Linked DNA regions of Zea mays: region 1 is linked to region 2. Evidence: chromatin contacts called from public Hi-C data. All regions are on one chromosome and are shown on one strand. Each heading gives the region's core, a stretch centred on a gene start, on an enhancer-like site or on the middle of the called end of the contact. The rest is flanking DNA. Distances are from core to core; before and after follow the strand shown. Region 1 holds the start of LOC103635290 (phosphatidylinositol/phosphatidylcholine transfer protein SFH6). Region 2 holds the start of LOC100192576.

Evidence for each region. Hi-C and Micro-C count contacts between places; a contact is called where the count stands out from the background.
Region 1: a Hi-C map of endosperm shows a contact between it and region 2, with 5 times the contacts expected there. The contact joins the promoter of LOC103635290 here to the promoter of LOC100192576 in region 2. A contact is called at or near these places in 9 of 25 Hi-C or Micro-C datasets (ear, endosperm, leaf and 2 more) and 2 of 3 datasets of contacts at active chromatin or transcription factors (leaf and seedling).

What each region holds. Positions count from the first base shown.
Region 1 is chr8:64,787,240-64,791,203 of Zm-B73-REFERENCE-NAM-5.0, forward strand. It overlaps LOC103635290 (phosphatidylinositol/phosphatidylcholine transfer protein SFH6), which reads left to right and starts at 2,603. Exons shown (of 14, transcript XM_020542484.2): 1 at 2,603-2,788; 2 at 2,881-2,969; 3 at 3,924-3,964. The coding sequence starts at 2,936. It overlaps LOC103636978 (protein TIFY 11b), which reads right to left and starts at 1,334. Exons shown (of 3, transcript XM_020542998.1): 1 at 1,212-1,334. The coding sequence starts at 1,334.
Region 2 is chr8:64,633,364-64,637,362 of Zm-B73-REFERENCE-NAM-5.0, forward strand. LOC100192576 reads right to left here and starts at 1,895. Exons shown (of 9, transcript NM_001137791.2): 1 at 1,447-1,895; 2 at 1,265-1,324; 3 at 754-836; 4 at 287-449; 5 at 45-174. The coding sequence starts at 1,533.

The sequences.
Region 1 (3,964 bases), core at 1,353-3,852, 150 kb after region 2:
ATTGCAACTGCTGGTCTGGTGTGATTGCAACTTATGTGAAGAGGTTGAGCCGTTCGTGGAGAAAGAGGGGCGTGGGCGGGAAAGTGAAAAAGTTCTGTCGGGAGCGTGCGGGAGCGACGAAGACGTGCGGGAGGGACGAAGACGGCCTGGGTGGGACGGTTGGCTCGGACCTGGCGCGTAGGTTCGGCCTGGGTGCATTCTCTATATTGAATGCACCCAGGTGTAATATATAAATACAGTTTATATATATATATATATATATATATATATATATATATACTGTTTTTATATATTACACCTGGGTGCATTCAATATAGAAAATGCACCCAGGCCGAACCTACGCGCCAGGTCCGAGCCAACCGTCCCACCCAGGTCGTCTTCGTCCGTCTTCGTCCCTCCCGCACGTCTTCGTCGCTCCCGCCCGCTCCCGACAGAACCTTTTCACTTTCCCGCCCACGCCCCTCTTTCTCCACGAACGACTCAACCTCTTCACATAAGTTGCAATCACATCAGACCAGCAGTTGCAATTACACCAGACAGTAGTTGCAATCATTGTTTTGTTTAACAGATTTTTGGACATAGTTATATAGAAGTTGGAATCACACCAGACCAGCAGTTGCAATTACACTAGAAAGCAGTTGCAATCACACCAGACAACAGTTGCAATCATTGTTTGTTTAACAGATTTTTGGACATAGTTATATAGAAGTTGCAATCACACCAGACCAGCAGTTGCAATTACACCAGACAACAGTTGCAATCATTGTTTGTTTAACAAATTTTTGAACATAGTTATAAAGAAGTTGCAATCACACCAGACCAACAGTTGCAATTACACCAGACAGCAGTTGCAATCATTGTTTGTTTAACAAAATTTTGGACATAGTTATATAGAAGTTGCAATCACACCAGACCAGCAGTTGCAATTACACCAGACCAGCAGTTGCAATCATATTTTTTTAACAAAATTTTCAGAGTTATTCAGTACTTGCAATCACATCAGAGCAATTCAGCAGTTGCATCCACACCACACCAGCAGTTGCAATTACAACACACCAGCAGTTGCAATCATTGTGTTTACATTTTTAACAGATATTTGGGTAGAATTGTACAACAGTTGCAATCACACCTAATGCGAGGGACATGGAGGCGCGCTGACAGAGAGGCGCGCGGCGGCGCGGGGACAGGGAGGCACGCGACGGCGCGGGGACAGGGAGGCGCTCGGCGGCGGTGGGGAAGAGGGTGGCGCTCGGCGGCGGTGGGGGAGAGGGTGGCACTCGGCGGCGGTGAGGGAGAGGGTGGCGCGCGGCGGCGGGGGGCAGGAAGACGCGCATACAGGAGGCCGAGACGTGCTCGAGATGTTATTGCAGGTGGGTGCATTCAATATAGAGAATGCACCCAGGTGCATTTTAGTGCCGCCGTATATATATATATATATATATATATATATATATATATATATATATATATATATATATATATATATATATATATATATATATATATATATATATATATATATATATATATATATATATATATATAGGCGCATGCTCTCTTTAATCCTTTCGTCCTTCAGGTTTTCATCAGATCACGCTACGAACCTGTTTGATTCGCCAACAGCCCCGTTCCCGTGTGATGCGATGACAGCCAAAGCCGCTTTAATTAGCATGGCTCACGGGTGTTTTGCAATCAGTGTAACAACTAAAGATATTCAGGCAGAGGTAGCGTAGCTAGCGGATCGGATGCGTAGACATGGACAGAAAGTTCCCTCGGTGCCGACCCCATCGATGTGCCAATTTGTTTGGCCACTGTTTCTGATTGATGCCATGAATGCCAGCAGAAAAAAACACAGGACAGTGAAGAGAGAGCACAATGGCACTTGGCGGGCTACTGCACTGTGCTACTGGCAGTTACTGACTGCGTACTACTGCTGATACTATGCATCCCAGCACGAAATTTACTGCTATTGTTTAACCGTAGTTCCATTAGAGTTTCAAATATGTATCGGTTTGCTGCATCTTTAATCCGTTTACGGCTGCGGCTGCGAATACTACAATAGTTACATACATTTAATGTGCCGGGCTGAGATATTAGCGTTGTTTTTCTTGGTCTGGTCAGGAACAGGCTACTCCACCATTATATAAAGACATACTGTAACATAGAGTATGTCCGAAAAGGTTTCTTGTTCTTGTAGCCACGAAATCCAGACCAGATTATTTGTCTAGTCACTTCCTCTTTGGTAAACTAAAAACATGGCATGCAGCAGCCGCAACTGATCAAGAGAGACGGCAAAAGGTTTCCATTCCCTAAAAATAATCACGGAACCACCAGCGGAGCTCAGAGTGCCGAGAGAGGAGTTTGTCCAACTCCTCCAACCAAACGAAACCATTAATCTCCAGTCCGACCTGGCCAACCCCTCCTCCACGCGTCACATCACCGGCACACTCTCCTTGAACGCGGTCTACGGTTCACGGCCACTGTTCCGTGGTCCCCACAGAAATCGTGCCAGGCCCAGGGCACGCGCCTCCGAATCCAAATGTAAACGAGCCTACCAGACACACCGAATAAGGTCCATGGGCACAGCTCAACCGTTCGGCTGGTCCGGGTGCATGAGCCGGGTCCACTCGGGAAGTGACCGGGACCTCGCAGCATCTCCCTCGCCCCACCCCAACCTCCACCTCCACCGCCACCCATTGAAAAGCAGAGCGGCAGACTGGCAGAGGCAGGCGCTCTCGGCTCTCCTCGTGGACAAAACCACCGGCTCCCGATATCCAAATTGGAACAGGTAAGAAGAAAGGGGCTGTTAAAAATTTCGACTTCTGGTGCACCGTTCACGGTTCATCAATCAGTGTTTTTCTCCCGAATGGCCGGTTGCAGGGGATTCTGAACTTGGGGTTTGTTCCGGGGACCGATTCTGGCATCGGCAGACGGGATGTCAGCCCCCCTCGACCGACTTGCTAGGCCATGTGAGTATGAAGTGCTTCTTCCCGTTGGGACGCAACCAATCGATTCCCGACGAATTAGCGCGTGCTATTGGTTCATCTTGTTCTTCCTTGTTTCTTTCAAATTGAGGGAGTTCTGTTTGGGTAATAGTGTTCCTGCATGGTTATAGCCTTATAGGTTCGGGGGCTAGGAAAAAAAATCCAACGTACTTTGTTTTTGAAAAAAAAATCTTAATACAGAAGTAGATTGTTTACCAACTGCCTAAGCTGTGCCTGTTCCCCATCTACAACAGTGTCTTAAATCAGTGCTCTATCTTGAAATATAGAGCTCAACTCATAAAAACAGTGCTTTGTTTTATAAATTTTTATCAAACAAATATAGGGCACACCATAAAGTGATCCAAATATATTACAACCCGGTTAGTGCTCTATACTTATTTTCTACATCATTCTCGACATTTTCGTTCATAATAATGTAATATACTTCCTAAAATACATGATTTAGGGTCTAAATGTTGGAGCTCAATTTATTTTTAGTGGCCTAAACACTTTAAATAATGTAGTGTTTAAATTTTTGGGCATTATTTTGAGACACCTTGTTGGAGAATGGAGATGCTCTTTAGAGGGCTTAAACCTTATGCTTGAAGCTGAGTTAATGCAGATAATCGACATATAGCAATGTTGTAACATGTGCAAATTAACAAGTTCATAAATCATTCAACCACTCAATGCCTCAACTATTATTAGTTTATTACCATGTACTCTTTGTGTCTATGAAGGTCTGTTCATACCGATATTAACATCTCTCAGAGCGCCTCTGGTTTAGCATTCATCTAATAGACAGGTTGCAGTTCTAGCTTCTCATTGTAAAGCACAATTTTCTGTCTAGTCTAACCCACCTAAGAGTAACTGCTGCTACGGAACAAAAATAGCTCTTTGCTTGGATTTTGAGATGGAAAACTGAGACAGCCTTTGCAGGTTTTGAAGGGTTTGTACATAACGATGAAAGGAAAGAGAGC
Region 2 (3,999 bases), core at 645-3,144:
CAACTTGTTAGTTGTCACAACAAATACGTTATAGCATGATGTACCTGCTTCAGATAAACGCCTAGCTTCTGTGCTTGCGTAGCTCACAAATTCATCCTTTCTCTCATCTACATATGGTTGAAGTCGGTCTTTCAGGCTCTGGGTAAGCTTTTGTTCTCTCTCTCTTTGTAACTCCTGAACCATAGAAAAGTTAATTAAGTTCAACTTATAAGTGACAATGTGGATCCTAAATCGAACAATACCGCACATGCAATTGATTCAGAAAAAACAGCAGGAAAGAACATACTTTTATCTTTTCTTGAACCTTTGCTCTTGCTTCTTGACTGTTTGAGTTTTCATCAACCTCTACTGAGGCTATAGATGCTAGAGCAAGCTGGCCAACGTAATCTTCAAAATAGTCACTTCCAAAAATCATCCCAAAGACAGCAGCAGGATCCACCATGTTATCCCTGAATGAGTTGTAAAACAACTAAGAAAGTAAGAAAATGATTAACAGAATAATGCACAAGCAATTTACATCCTCTTTTTTTGCATAGAAGCAATGAGCAACATTCAGTTGCCTGCTTTCCCTAAAACAGGCATTCTTTTATAGCTCGCACACTGTGATGCTATGTATCCATCCTAAGCACTATCATGTTCTATGCCCCAAAGCAGATAAATCACTTCAATCTGAATAATCATGAGCAGACTGCCTTTTTTTCAGAAAATATATACTTAATATTTACCAAATATCAGAAATGAATCATGACTTACTGGGGAATACCCTCCTTTCCATACTTATCATAAGCCTCCTTTTTCCCAGGATCACTAAGAACTTGATAGGCCTCTCCAAGTTCCTGTTAAGACCAAGTGATTTAGTTCAATATTTTGTAGCAGTCAGAACATACAGAGGTCATACCAATCCGTCCCAAAGATTATGCATGCACAATACCAGTCGACAGTTTAGGTATTTCAATTGGAGAAAGATCAAACTCAAACTAGTAAAAAACCAATATCGTATCACATTCAGAAAATGAAGCACCGTCAGTGATGGGAAACTAATAACCAAACACTGTCACATGGGAAACTAAGAAAAGATGGCACCCTGCAAAGCTATGGTATCCCTAGAAAATCAAAGCAACCTTTAGAACATTGATGATTTAATTGTGTAGCCAAAAGGCCTCAATGTTGGCTTGTTTCAGAGAATTTTATCTTCCGATGGACACATGGTATTCGAGGGCAGTCAATGGTCTTATACATAACGGATCCCACAGGGAGAACCTACCTGGAACTTGAGTGCGGCGTCAGGGTTCCCGGGATTCTTGTCCGGATGCACCAGCTTCGCCTGAAGAAAACAGGCACCCAAGCAATTGAGAAAAAAAGGCGAGTCCACTAGCTACCTATCCGCGTCACAACATGCAAGCGAGGAGGGGCGCGGCCGAGGCGTAAGGAGATGGTGGGGGTCACCTTGATGTAATACGCCTTCTTGATCTCGGCGGAGGACGCGTCGACGCTGACCCCTAGGACGTCGTAGTAGGCGCTGTCCTTCACCATGGCAGGCAGCTCCTGGATCTCGCCGCCGGCAGCACAGCACTCAGAGCTACATGCACCAAGAGACGGGTATTAAAAATGCAAGCGGCAATGGAGGAGGCAGACGCTAATCGACGGGGAAGAAGGGACGGATCTTGGAGAGGGAGAGGGAGAGGCCGATACCGCCGGGGTCGCTAGAGCCTTCTGGGAGGTTCCCGGGGTCGACGTGAAGAACAACAGGAATGGAGTCACCGGATTTGGGGAAACCAATCAAATCTTCTGGGAAACCAAGCAGAGTAGGGGGAGCGGAGAGGGCGGAGAACGTAGAACGCGATGCGGTCGTCGTGCTGCGGAGGAGGACGCGGGACAGACAGAGAGCAGACAGGTGGAGCCGTGGAGGTGGAGCAGGCCGACAGCGGTTCCTCTTCCGGCCGTGGCAACACTACACTAGAGTGAAAACGGGCGCATTGGTCTGGGCCAGGCCTTTCCGTGTGGCAGGCAGAGGCAGGGTGGATTGCCGCTGCCCCTCCTCCTCCCCTGCTGGGGCCTGGGTGGTGATGAAGTAGTGACTGATGACTGGTGAGCAGTGACCGAATGATGCTGTGATTGAATCCATGCATGGATGACAGACAAGCTAGCACCCAGCAGGGAAAGTGCCGATTAGCAGATAGGAAATGCTATTCATCATAACATCAAAAAAACATGGTAGGATTCATGAAATACTGTAGGGCTACGTGGCTTTATTTGATAGGCTTAGATGCTGCCACCGTCTAAAATCGGACAAAATACTCGTGACTCGTGAGCTCGCTCAGACTCGTGGTTAGTTCGGCTCAGCTCGACTCGGCTCGTTTCAATTTTATTACGAGCTAAGCTAACATCTCAGCTCGGTTCGTTAACGAGCCAGCTTGACACGAGCTCGTGCCAGCTCGTTAGCTCGAATGAGCTAGTATTTATCTGTAAAACAAAGTCTATACTTGTATTGGATGAATTAATAAGTGATGAACTATGTTAGTTTAGGGTTTAACTGATGTGATATATAAAATATGAGTATTGTTAGCCTTTTCTAGTATTAAATTAGTATGAAATTAACTAGCAATTGATTATATTGTTGTATATATACCTGTATACTATTTTTTGTTGGGCTCGCGAGCTAAACGGGCTAGCTCGAGCTCGCAAACGAGCTGAGCTGGTTCTCTGGCTCGGTTTCTTAACGAGTCGAGCCGAGCCAGCTTGTTCTCTTAGGATACATTTGGTTGGAGAGTCAAATAGAATAGAGTGGCTCCATACCAGTATTTGAGAATGTAGCCGTTCTATTCTGTGTTTGGCAAGAAGAGCAGAGCCGCTATATTTTTTGTTTGGTTGAAGAGTAGAATAGAGCGGAGCCGTTTCATTCTTTGTTTGGTTTGAGAGTCGTATGAGTGTAGAGGGGAGGAGAGGAGGGAGAGCACTCACGTCCGAGAGAGCGCTCACATTCGGCCGTTTTTTGGAGCGAGAGTATTTCAACTACTTATAGTAAATTTCTATATGAAGATCTGATAGCCGTTCCACTCTTATTTTGTTGGAAACCAAACGCTCAGAAAATTGGAATGAAACCACTCTATTCTCCCCCGCTCCTCAACCAAACGGTTGGTTAACAAGCCAGCTCAAGCTCGGTCGAGCCGAGCCGAGCTGACTCGATATCTACGCCTAACTGCCACTGCCAGCTGATTCAACCGGTTACTCACTCTCATATCGTCTGCGTCACAATCACAGGCAAAACCACGAGGCCGTTTGATCGATAATTTTTATAAACAGGTCATAAGATTTTTACAGAGAACGGAAAGGAGCAAATTCTACAAATAAAACAAAATGAGCCGTGAAGAACCCAGCCAAGCCAAGTTCGGTCACACACCACAAGGCATAATGTTTTGTTTTCTTCTTCTGAAACTTACAAGGCATAGTGTTTCTTTGCTTGGTCCTATATATATCAGGGCCGGTCCTCACAATTCAGGGGCCTTAAGCGAAAATATATGTGTCGGGTACCGTAATTAGAGGTACATTCAACACTTCTAAACACGGCTGGTAATCACCATCAGCACAAGCTGCAGAGACTGATGGGCACGATTCAGGTCAAGGCTTCGTCTACTCAAGGGATGCGATCTCGCCTCGCCCGAGTCCAGCCTCGGGCGGGAACAGTAGTTCCAGGCGAATTCACGCCTCGCCCGAGGGCCTCCTCAAGCAACAGAAGCACCCTCGTCTCGCCCGAACCCCAGCTCGGGCAGGCTTCGTTGTGAAGCAACCTTGGCTAAATCGTCTCACCAACCGATCGTATCACAGGCGCATTCAATGCGAGGATCGTCTGACACCTTATCCTGACACACGTGCCTCAGTCGGCAAGGTCGAAGTGACCGCGTTCACTTCGCCCTTCCACTGACCGACCTGACATGAAAACAGCGCCGCTCGCCTCTCTCCGACTGTTGTGCCACCCACCAGGGTGAGGCTGACAACAGC